2 separate regions of the Sus scrofa genome follow, and region 1 is linked to region 2. Evidence: chromatin contacts called from public HiChIP or PLAC-seq data. All regions are on one chromosome and are shown on one strand. Each heading gives the region's core, a stretch centred on a gene start, on an enhancer-like site or on the middle of the called end of the contact. The rest is flanking DNA. Distances are from core to core; before and after follow the strand shown.

Region 1 (5,944 bases), core at 11-2,510, 280 kb after region 2:
TATTTTCTATTACAGCATCCTCTTCAACTTCATGTACTTTTTTTAGCTATTTGCTTGTGTATTGCCAGTCTTTGTTTATTGTGCCACAAGGGCTATGCCTGTTTTCTTCTTTTCTTCTCTCTCTCTCTGTCTTTTTTTTTTTTAAGATGGCCAGGTGATCCAGAAGAAATAATTCTTTATAGATTAATGTTATGGTATTGTTTACAGAAAATAAGGGGAAGTTTGAAATGTTTAGTATGATGAGTTTTGACAATTATGTACACCCAGGTAACCATCACTTATAATAAGATGATGTCTTTTCCATTATCCATGAAATTTCTCTCATGTTCCTCTCACATTAGTTCTTCACCAGAGGTAACCATTTTCTGATTTATGTTACTACAGCTTTGCCTATTCTTGGCTTTCTTTTCAACATAATGCCTGTGACATTCATTCATGTTGGTGCAGACAATTGGGTCACTCCTTTTATTGCTGACTAACCTTCTACTGTATGAACAGACTAAAAATTGTTTCTTCATTCTCTTGTTGATGGCATTTGGATTGCTTCCAGATTTTGGAATAGGACTGTTACACTCACTCAATTGTAGAAGAATTTTGTGTGTGTGTGTGTGTGTGTGTGCCTTCATTTCCCTTGGGGAGTTACCTAGAGATGGAATTTCTGGGTCACAGGGTAGGTGTATATTTAACCTTATAAAAAATGACCAAAAAGCCATCCATGTTTGTTCTCTTTACTAAAATATACCTAATTTCTCTTTCAGGGCCTGATACACAGTAGTCATTTACTATCTCTTGTTGAATGAGTCATTGCTCTTTTCAGTGTTCTGAGTGCCTGAGAGGCATTTGTCAACTATTCAAGGATGGCATTTTTATTGACAAATTATGACTCTAAGGTAAATTCAAATAATTAGGATAAACAGACTTTGGCAAGGACAGTGTGCAAAGCCAATTTTGAAATTAAGGTATAGCCTTAACATTTTGGTCTGTTTTGCTTTCTTTCTTTTTTTTTTTTTTCCTTCTTTAATTTTTTTCCCTGGTTGACCTCTACTCCCTAAGCCAAAATCATTCCTACCCTTTGTTACCATGAGTCAAGCCCTTAAGTGGGTTTGCTTATGATTTTCCTTCCAAGAGGTTGGGGTACTTTCTAAGGAGAGCTTAGTCATTTAGCACCTGTTGGGGAAAGTGATGGGTAAGGTACTCAGAGGGTCAAGGGAAGAAGTGAAGTTACACCACTCATCCCTCCTTATTCTTTATCAGGAAGTCACCAAGAAAACTTACTACTTCCTCTCCATAGCAGTGAGTCAGGCCAAAGTCAATATTTAGTGGGTGGAGATGATGGGTGCTTTATTTAAAGTGAAGTTTCAAGGAGTCTCATACTGATTTGAAGTGACCCACATGGGTCACACTTCTCTCTCAGAACCTTTATTCCTTTGATTTTTCCTGGAAGCTTGCAAGTCTCTGGGGAGGGTCCAGGAGTAGGTGAGTGAATCTGGGTGCTATGGGGAGGATTGGGAGAGAGGATGGGTGAGGGTGTAATAGTGCAGTGGGTGGGTGGCAATTACATTGATTAAAAAAATCAGGTGCTGGTTTCATGAGTAACTCCTTAAAAGGCAAAGTCCTTCTGCAGTTCGTGAACATTTGCATAACTGCTCATTAACTCTTGGGAGAACTGAATCACTGGAATGTCATGGGGGCAGTTTATTTCTATCAAGGCTGGTGGAATCTTTCTGTGGTGGGTATGGTCTACCTGAACCCCTATAACATAACAACCCGTAATATCCGGTACAGAAGCTCCTTCACTTCTGGCAGTTGATTAGGAGTTGCAGAGTTCATGAATACTGACATAGAAAGCATCTAGAAATTAAACAGGGGAAAGTAAAGACCCTATTAAAAGTTTTCCTTTTCCAAGGATAGGAGAGAACTCAGATAACATAGCTAAATGGAAGGATTTTAATACTCCGTCAAAACCATTAAGAAAAATCTGCTCATAATTCTTACCTTTCCTACTTTACAAAACTGTTTTATGTGAACTTAAAATTAAAAAAAAAAAAACTACACAACACAGGCTAGCTAGAACAGTTATAACAAACTATTTTAAGGAAAGGAGGCAATTTTCACTAAAACTGGGATAATATTGTTAGTAAAGTCAGATAGTAAATTTAGCTCTGATCATCTTGGCAGCTTTAGCAAAACAATAACAATAAAAACAGATATAGTTCTTATTATTTGATAAAGGGAATCATAAATACCCATTTGGAGTATTTTTTGGTATTGAATTCCTAAGAGAAATTAACTTGGTAGGTTTCATTATAAAGGATAATAAAGAAATGGGCATGACTGCAGAGATGTCCCATAAGTAATGTCTCTTCCATTCATGATCCTTCAAAATCTAAGGGCATAATATTAAGCTGTTTTCAGTGAAGCTATCTCTCTGGTCACCTAAGCTGATTTAATTTGACACAGAATTTGAATATTGACAATTTGTTGCTGGATTTCTTAATGTTCTTAGGCTATGGATCTCTTTTTAAAATACTAATTTATGCACATGAAACACAGTATAGATATGTAATGAAATCACCTACATTGAAGTACAGATATTGATATATCTGAAATTGTGATATATTTATATATTAATTAACATATTAAATAAGAGGATATATCACTGGGTCTACAAACTACTCCAGTTTAATGTAGTGATGAGTGTAAACAGTATTTCAACATATTTGTATGATTGTAGGATAATAAGAAAAATATCTGAGATCTCTAGTAATAGCCACAAATACTGTTAATATTACTGTGGTTTCTTTCCTACATTCATAAAGGAAAATGTATAAATACCAGTTCGAAGTTACTGAAAATAAAGATGCATTTTTTTTTTCCATCCGAGTTCATGAATCACTTGTATTCTATCCATGGGATCCTTGGGATCTAAGGATACCAGTTTAAAGACTAATGATTTAGAGGTTGAAAATCAGTAAAGTAACTAATTTTCACTTGGTTTTTCTGTCAGGAACTTAATGAGTCAATCCATGATTGATTGAGTGACTTACATAAAGATATTCGTTATGAATGAAGGGACTCCATCAGTTTTAGAGAATGAGAAACAAAGTTGATGTTACATTAGGTGAAACCATTTTTCAGTTTTCTATTTGATTTTCTTCGATTTCTTGATTTTTTTAAAAAAACTATTTCTTGAACAACTCTTGTTAAACAGTGAAAACTATTTGATTTCTTAGACCCTTGCAAAAAAAAAAAATAGATGTTAAAATAAATGAAAAAAGAAAAGATAGTTCCCATTGTGGCTCAGCAGGTTAAGAACACGACTAGTATGCATGAAGACGCAGATTAGATCCCTTGCCTCATTCAGTGGGTTAAGGATCTGGTGTTGCCACGAGCTGGGTGTAGGTTGTAGATGTGGCTTGTATACAGCATTGTTACGGCTATGGTACAGGCCAGCAGCTGCAGCTTCATTTCAACCCCTGGCCTGGGAACTTCCATATGCCACAGGTGCAGCCCGAAAAAGAAAAAGAAAAAAAAAAGAATAAGTGAAAAGATGAGTGAACAAATTTATTCTTGATATTTTCATTCTCTAGCTTCAGTTCTTTTCAGTAATTCTTTCTTGGAGGTGCGAAAAAGTAGTAAGATTAGATGCAGTTTCCTGCTACCTCTCAACTTATCGGCTTGTAGAGATTTCAAAGCTTTTAGCTTTGAAAAAAGGTGAAATCATGTATCTGAAAGATTAGGACGCTCTATCATCAGTACCTGACTCAAGGAAAATCCTTGAATTTAAGGATGACAACAAATGACAGTCTGCCCCTCAGAAAGTTGAGACAAGTTAGGCCTTTTATGCTGTTCACCCTTACTTCTTCACCTTTCTGATTTACCAAGATTCATAGCTGAGAATACCAAAACAAGAGGGGAAGGAAGCAGTGGACAAAAGGGAAAGCAGAAAGATGGTAAGAAGAGGAGTAATAGAGGAGAGGAGGCGTGGGAGGAGAAAAAGGAAAGGAATTCTGTTGGTGATGAACATTTACTATCGATCCATCATCAAACATGGACCCCTTGAGCTGTTTTGTGTGTATCTGTGGGGTGATGGGGTATCTTACTGTGTGGACCACCTCTGCATTGTTTCCAGTGCAGTCTTCTGGGCCTCTCTCCCAGCCTCTCTCAAACATAAATGCCCATGGGACCCAGGACCATGCATATTTAACTAACTTTCCAAGTGGTCCCAGTGCTCCTTAAAATTGGAGAAGTACTGATTTTGATGAGGGAGAAAAACTTGCTTGACTCTTGCTATGGGAAATTAATCTAATTCTATTCCCCTTGCATTAGGCGGGCACAAAATTCTGCTCTTTCACAGACCAGTACACTGACTGCCCTGGAATTCAGGGATTTTTAACATCTGGCCAAACAACAGTTTAAATGTTTTCTTACTTTCAGGCAATTATTAGAGAGGAATCACAGTAGGCAGCAATGAGTTAATTTTCAGGGGCCTCAAGCTCTTTTCTTCAGCTTCTCAGAAAGAGAAGGGCAAAATCAAGATCTCCTGCTGATCCTGAGTTTTTGGGTGTGAGAGAGATTTTTACCCATATGTATCTACTGATCATTCTTAGATGACAGGGAGTAGAGCCAGATGTCTAGATATTAAAGTACATTTGTATTATCCAGAGAGAAAGAGCTACAAAACCAACCCCCACACAATTTATATTGGCTTTCAAAAGAAGGCCTCTATGAATTTGCCTCCCCCCCCCCAGCAAAATTTACTTTGGCCAATGTAAAAATCCATTTTTCTATTTTATGAAGACATTCTGTAAAGCTTGAGCTAAGCAGTCCCAAACAGTTTCACTCACCTAGATATTTTCTAGAGCACTTTTTCATGCTATTTTTAGTCCATGATACTTCTGTCAGTTCCCAGGTCATACCAAATTACACAAAAAACCTATCCCTATCCAGCCATCTGACTAGTCCTATTGCACATACCATTCCAAATGAAGTTTTCTTAAATGTAAATATAAAAGTAAAACAAAATTAGATGGATATGACACTATTTGAACATAAAATGAAATTCATGGGATAGAAGTAAACTATAGACTTCCCCCTAATAAAAAAACAAATTTAAAGCACAAAACTAAACTTTGACAATTTTGCTTTATTTTTGAGGCCAAAATAATTGATGGCTTTAGAGTTTTTCTTTGGTCTCCCTTTTACCTAGAAAGTGAGCATTTAAAACCACACAGGGCTGAACTTTTTCACCACCATTCAGGTTATCTTTTAGACACGGTATGAATTTTTCACATGAAAAGCACTTTCATTGACATTTTAGCAACTTTATTTTTTTTATCTTAATTTTTTATTTTTATTTTTTAATTTATTTTTTCCCACCATTTTAGCAACTTTAAAACTGGCTGTAGAGCATTTAACTCAGGCACTGACCATTTTCTTAGTACCATTAAGGATTTAAAGGAAGAGGCCTAGATCCTGGAAAAACCGTCAGTTCAGAACGATAGTTTCTATCAATCATCCAAATAGTCTGCCTTCATGTTTTTTCAGGTTAAATTCTTTGTCCTAAGAATTTGTCAATTCACATTATTCTATAAACCTTTGTAATTTTTTTTTTGACTTACTTTTACAGCCTCACTTGGAAATAGAGTACTTTGAAGTGTGCCTTGCAGATTTGACATTTGTAAACGGGTTGGGAGAGACTTTGAGCAATCTACCAATATCTGACTTCTTATACATGCCACCTGAATGATCCTGCACAGATAGGAATTGGTTCATATTTTAATAAATCCCCAGAAGTTACTAACATTACTCTTAGTTACTTCTTTTATCTCATGATGTTCAAAGTTTCTTTGATTCAATTGCTTCATTTATCAACTGCCTAATGAGAGCATCTTTTAACCATGTAAACTTACAAGAGTCTGTCTTAACTGATAAGAGTCTGTCT
Region 2 (5,447 bases), core at 17-2,516:
CGCTGAAAAGGGCAACGCCCGCCCGCTGGGTCGGGGACAGGGCTGGGGAGGGGGTGGGGAAGGGGAGGGTGTCCCCGAGGGTGTACCCCGCCCGCCGCCACCCCTCACCCAGCCTCGGCCCTGCGGGGGATGGCGGAGGAGGCCCGGAAATACTGACTCCCACTCGGAACCCACCTGCCCGCGAGTTCCTAGGGGTGCGCGGCCGGGCGAGGGCGGCCGCCCGCCTCCTTCCCCATCCGGGGCGCCGGGGTCGCGCCGGCGGCCGAGCACTTCCGGGGCCGCCACAACCTCTGCGGCCAGAGCGTCCTTCCTCTGCCCGCGCGGCCTTGAGGTCACTGCTGCCCCCTCCTGGCCGCGCAAGGGAACTCCCGGCTCCTCTCCCTAGAAGAATGGGTGATGCCTGGAAAGCAAATCCTGGACATGGAGATTGGGATTTGGCACCAGAAAGGCAAAGGACAGAGGCTGGACTGGGAGAAGAGAGATTATAATGGCTACTTTGATCGCGCTCTATTATGAAACCAGACCTTCGGCTAGGGACTTTCGAAGCATCCATGAATACACTAGACACATTCACTAAATTTCTGCAAGTATCAAGCACTGCTGTAGGTGCTAGTGATACAGCAGCTAAGCAATAGAAAAAAAAAAAAATTCCTGCCCTCGTGGAACTTTCTGACTCATGCATTGATCTGTGAAGTGATAATAATGTCGTCCTTTCGCGGAAGACAAAACTGATGCTGGGAGAGGTTGTGACTTGTCCAAGGCCATGCTGCTGGAAAGTGGATTAGTCAATATCAACATCCACTTGTTTTACAGCTTCATTAACCAAGACTGACATCCAGTTGTCTGTAGCTTCAAAGTACAGTTCTTTCTTCTTTGTCTCCTAGAAGGGATGAGGGAGAAGGGCCCTGTGACTGAAAGCAGCCAAACACTTAGAATAGGAGGCTGATAAAGTTCAGTTGAAGTCATGGACATTTTAGAGGATACATAAACAGCTAGGAATAATGAAGAAGCAAAGGGATATAGTAGACACAAAAGTCAGAAAACCTAAATTCACTCACTAGCTGTGTGACTTAGCAAATCACACTAAGATTTGATTTCTTCATCTGTAAAATGGAGATAACACTGTTTACTCTTGGGAGAGTCAACAGGGTCAAATACAAAACTTAAAAATGTTTTATAAAGTGTTGACTGCACTGACTTTGGTCATCCTAACAATGGCAATGGTCGGGAGGAATAAATCCTGCAAAATGATCTCTTTCCATTTCTCTCCAGGTTTCTGTTCCAAGATTTGACAAGACTCCCTGGTTTAGCAAGGCCAGCCTCACGAACAAGCCATTAATACTCAGCCTCCCCAAAAGGTAATAGCTCAGCCACTGAGAGCAAAGGTCTCAAGAAAGACCTCATAGAAGATGATTTCTTAAGAGTTAGGGGCAATTATTCAAGGGGCACAGCTGGTCGGTTGAGGGAAAGAAGTAAAGTGCTAAAAAATCAGAAATGGTCAAGGTTTCTGAGACAAAAGTGAGCCCTGAGAATTGGCCTGGCTGAAGAAGGCCAATTAACCTTCCTCTGTACCACCACAACTAAACAATACAAGAGAATTTTTGGGAGTTCCCTTTATGGCTCAGTGGCTTGAGAGTCTGATATAGTGTCTGTGAGGATGTGGGCTCAAACCCGGGCCTTGCTCGGTGGGTTAAGGGTCTGGCATTGCTGCAAGCTGCAGCGTAGGTCACAGATGCGACTGGATCATGACTGGTGTGGGACTTCGATTGCAGCTCTGATTTGACCCCTAGCCCAGAAGCCTCCATGTGCTGCAGGTACAGCCATTAAAAAAAAAAAGAGAAAGGGGGAAAAAGGAAGAAAAATATATACAAAAGAATTCTACCCATAGGCACTGACTTTCAAAAAACTTCCATCCTCTTCATCATTTTACCTTTTCTCCTCGCATTAGTTTGAAATTTACAAATTTTAACTGCGACCTATGCTGCAGCTGTGGCAAAGCCAGATCCTTAACCCACTGTGTGGGGCCAGAGATTGAACCCTCACTTCCATCTGGACCTGAGCGACTACAGTTCAGATTCTTAAGCCACAGTGGGAACTCCTCCTCCCCCAGTTTCGATGCTTGAATTTGGTGACAGACACCGGGCTGGAAGGGGGGAATGAAAGGGAGGGTAGGTAAGAGGTTCACGTAGGGGTGAATGGGAGAAATCAGGGAAGATTAAGGAAAGGGCAGGCCAGGAGACAGGTCCATAGGCACATCATAGATGAAAAGTTGGCTCCCTGGCATGTAACGTCATTTGCTAGAAAGACTATACTCTCTGAAAAGAGTTCCCCTGTTGGTAGCTGTCACATACCCTCCTGCCATGAATAAATGACTCTCCATGAGGAATACTCTCTCCTCATCCCCCTTCCAATAACAGGTACCTTTGCTTTGTCCGATGCACTTTTTAAAAACCACATTCTCAGTAAGCAGCTAGACAGTTCTGTGTATTTTCAGAGCACCTATGAAGTACTTGTTGTTCGGTTTTGTTTTGTTTTGTTTTGTTTTTCATAGCTTTGAATATATTTGAACTCTAGCTACTGTCTTAGTATAAAGCAGCAATCCTAGATTGAGTAAACCTGAAGGCTTGTTTATTAAAAAAAAAACACAGGTGACTTAGTTCGTATTAAGAGTTAGTACCTCAAGGATCAGCATGGGTAATGACAATTTAGCACCTGTTAATTAGGGGCAGGTACAAATTTGCACGACAATGACAGATGGATGACATAAATGAGTAGATCTGGCCTAAAGGGAATTGTAGTGAAGGGGAGATCACCTCCCTCCGAGAGGGACAGTCTGCCTCTACCTACTCAATGTTACCAGAAAGTATGTGAACCCAGTGGCCAGATCTGCTGGTTTTTCCAGCAGTGGTGGAAATATGGACTTTTATGTGCAATGGCTAGGGTCTAAAGAGGGTAATATCCCACTTTCCTATCCCACCCCCATACCCCTCAGACCTACCCCTGCAGCCAGAAGCGAAGCATCTTTGTGCATAGCTCTCTCACCCCCCAGCTACCTCATTCCTCGATTGAACAAGCCTTTGGCAGGAGGTGTGGAAGGGGGCATAAAGTGGGGGGCCCTGGAGTGTCAGAGGGGACAGCCATCTGGGAAGGGACACAGGAGTGTTCCCTCCAGCCAGCCAGACTTGAGCTGGTTGCAAGGAGAAATGACCTCACACAACCTGAGGCTTTACTCATGTCTGTACTGGGAGGACTTGGGGAGTCATCTAAACTCTTGTTAAGAGAAATGGCACTCACCTACCTCACAAGAATTCTAAGACTCCTGGACAGCACCTGTGAGGTGCCCTGAGCTTTCAGAAGGACAAGATAGGAATGGAAAATCCTTTGAAAGGATGCTTTAAGTACCTACAATTCTTGAGAACTGTAAACTCATCTGACCAAAGCTCTGAGTCCCAAGCTGTTTATTTTGGCAAAACCCCTTTCTGAGAACTTGGTTAGAAAGTTCTGAATGTGTCTGAAGTATTACCTAGCTTTGGACAAGCAGTCCCAACACAGAACAGTCTGAAAAAGAGGAACATTTAGTGAAATGTGCTCAGAGCACCCTTAATTGTGAGCTCTGGGAACACGCCTGGGGGCTTAGAGGAGGGGAGACCCAGTTCTGAAGGTCACTGCCTTCAGACCGCTTCCTTCCAGGGGGACTCTCAGTTTGGCCTGATGGTGCTGAAGCCACAACCATCATCAGTCTTGAAAGCTCTCAGGTCACACTGAGGTCCTATTTGTATGAGATGATTATGTGCTGAACTGCTGTTCTAAAGTGGCCTCTGGTCTCTCCTGGCCAGCTCTTGGGTGTCAAGTCCAAGGCCAGCTGTTCACATATCATAGACAAAGGCAGTGAAGGAGTTGGCTCAGACCCAACTCCCTGCTCTCCCGGGGCCCAGGGAAATGGTGGGAGAAATAAAACAAATGCCTTGTGCACATCAAACTCCTTGCACATGCCTTTGTTATAAATGAATAATGGACAATGAAATCTTTCCTCATGAGAGAGGAGAGGTTGTTCTTGGCAGAACCGCCGGCATTCTGAGTGAGTTTCCATTTCTTGGAGGCCAGGGCATGTACAGAGCTGCACACAAGGGCTGTTTACGAGGTCCAGGCCCTGCACACCTTGGCTCCTTAGACTGTAATAAAATGAACCATAGCAGCCAGCAAGGTGGGTCGTGCTGTGAGGAGAACGGGTAAAATCTCTGCAGCATCTCTGCCTCACCTTCTGCCTGGAAAGAAAGAATGTTCTGGAAGAAAACTGGAGGGAGAAGATGTTCCATGGGAGCAAATGGTGGATTGTTTCTGGGTGCGGGGACAGAAACTCTGAGAAAGCAGGCCAGGCAGAAAGGACTGCTCTGGTTAAACACTAGTAACTTCTGCATGGGCTTTTCCAAGAAGGAACTCTGGGGTGCATTTCTCCTTATACAGCTGCTTTCATGAACACATTTTTTTTCTGGCCTTATTTGCACAGTCTCCAACCATCCACGACTGGCGCTGGTTAGTTCAAAACCAAAAGGACAGAGAAGCCAGAGTGACTAAAGAGAGAAAATCTTGTGGCAGCTCCAAAGTGGCTCGGAGTCCTTCAGGATCAGGGTGGGGAGCAAGTCCTTGGGTGTTCCTGGAGTTTTCTCTGAAACAGCCAGGGACCTGGCTCTCCTAACCTGGACTACGGTTCTAACTCACTCTTGTTTTGATTATTCAGATATCCTCAATCCTCTGCCACTTTTTTGGGTTCATCCAAGAAGGATAAGAATTTGCCAATTTTGTTCCAAGTGCCAGATATCGTATCGAAGGTACTCAATTTTTTTTTTTTAATTGAAAAGAAACCCATAGCTGGTTCTAGGATGACAGAGAAAGTGAATGCAAAGGCATTTCCTACCTCCCTAGCACAGCCTGAGTCTGGAACGTCATCATTGTTCAAGAGGTTTGTTCTATGAGATGAATGAACACCCCCTCACGTGGTCCTGAGCATCTTAGGGCTCCCCCCACCACCACCCTCCACTAGAACTAAGAATAAAGGCATCAGGTTAGAATCATCAAAAAGGGAACACCCCCCCCCCACTACACACACACACACCCCTCCCTGCCAAATTCACATTGAGAGATCTTCCCTGAGAACTTCAGAAGCTGCTTCTCAGCCTGTGTCCAGAACCAATCCTCCTTTCTGGAGTCTTTAACCCCCTTCCACCACCGCCATGAATCCCTCTGCTTCCCACCTACAACCCTCTAAACCCATGGAAGCTCACATGAGGACCTCCTCCCCTCCTCTCTCCTCAGAGGAATCCTCTCCACTGGGGGACACTGGCTGTGCTCCACAGGGGGTTCCCCACATTAGGGGCTCTTTTGCAGTGAGTACCGACCCCAGGCAGAGAAAGACAGAGGGCACTTGGGAACGTGAGCAGTTTCTTCAC

Evidence for each region. HiChIP or PLAC-seq counts read pairs in DNA pulled down with a chosen protein or histone mark.
Region 1: an H3K27ac HiChIP or PLAC-seq map of alveolar macrophages shows a contact between it and region 2. The contact joins the enhancer-like site here to the promoter of C9H1orf105 in region 2. A contact is called at or near these places in 2 of 5 promoter capture datasets (fetal liver and liver), 14 of 47 Hi-C or Micro-C datasets (alveolar macrophages, embryonic fibroblasts, fetal heart ventricle and 9 more) and 1 of 2 datasets of contacts at active chromatin or transcription factors (alveolar macrophages).

The regions. Positions count from the first base shown.
Region 1 is chr9:115,109,826-115,115,769 of Sscrofa11.1, forward strand. No RefSeq gene overlaps it. Among named protein-coding and RNA genes, the nearest start is that of FASLG, 44 kb to the left of the region's middle. Within about 2 kb of position 1,261, at least 2 of the 83 cell types and tissues checked have an H3K27ac peak or open chromatin away from gene starts, as enhancers often do. A contact at or near this core is called in alveolar macrophages, where this site is marked.
Region 2 is chr9:114,827,148-114,832,594 of Sscrofa11.1, forward strand. C9H1orf105 reads left to right here and starts at 1,267. Exons shown (of 6, transcript XM_021063651.1): 1 at 1,267-1,358; 2 at 4,739-4,829. The coding sequence starts at 1,267. It also overlaps a transcript of PIGC not described here.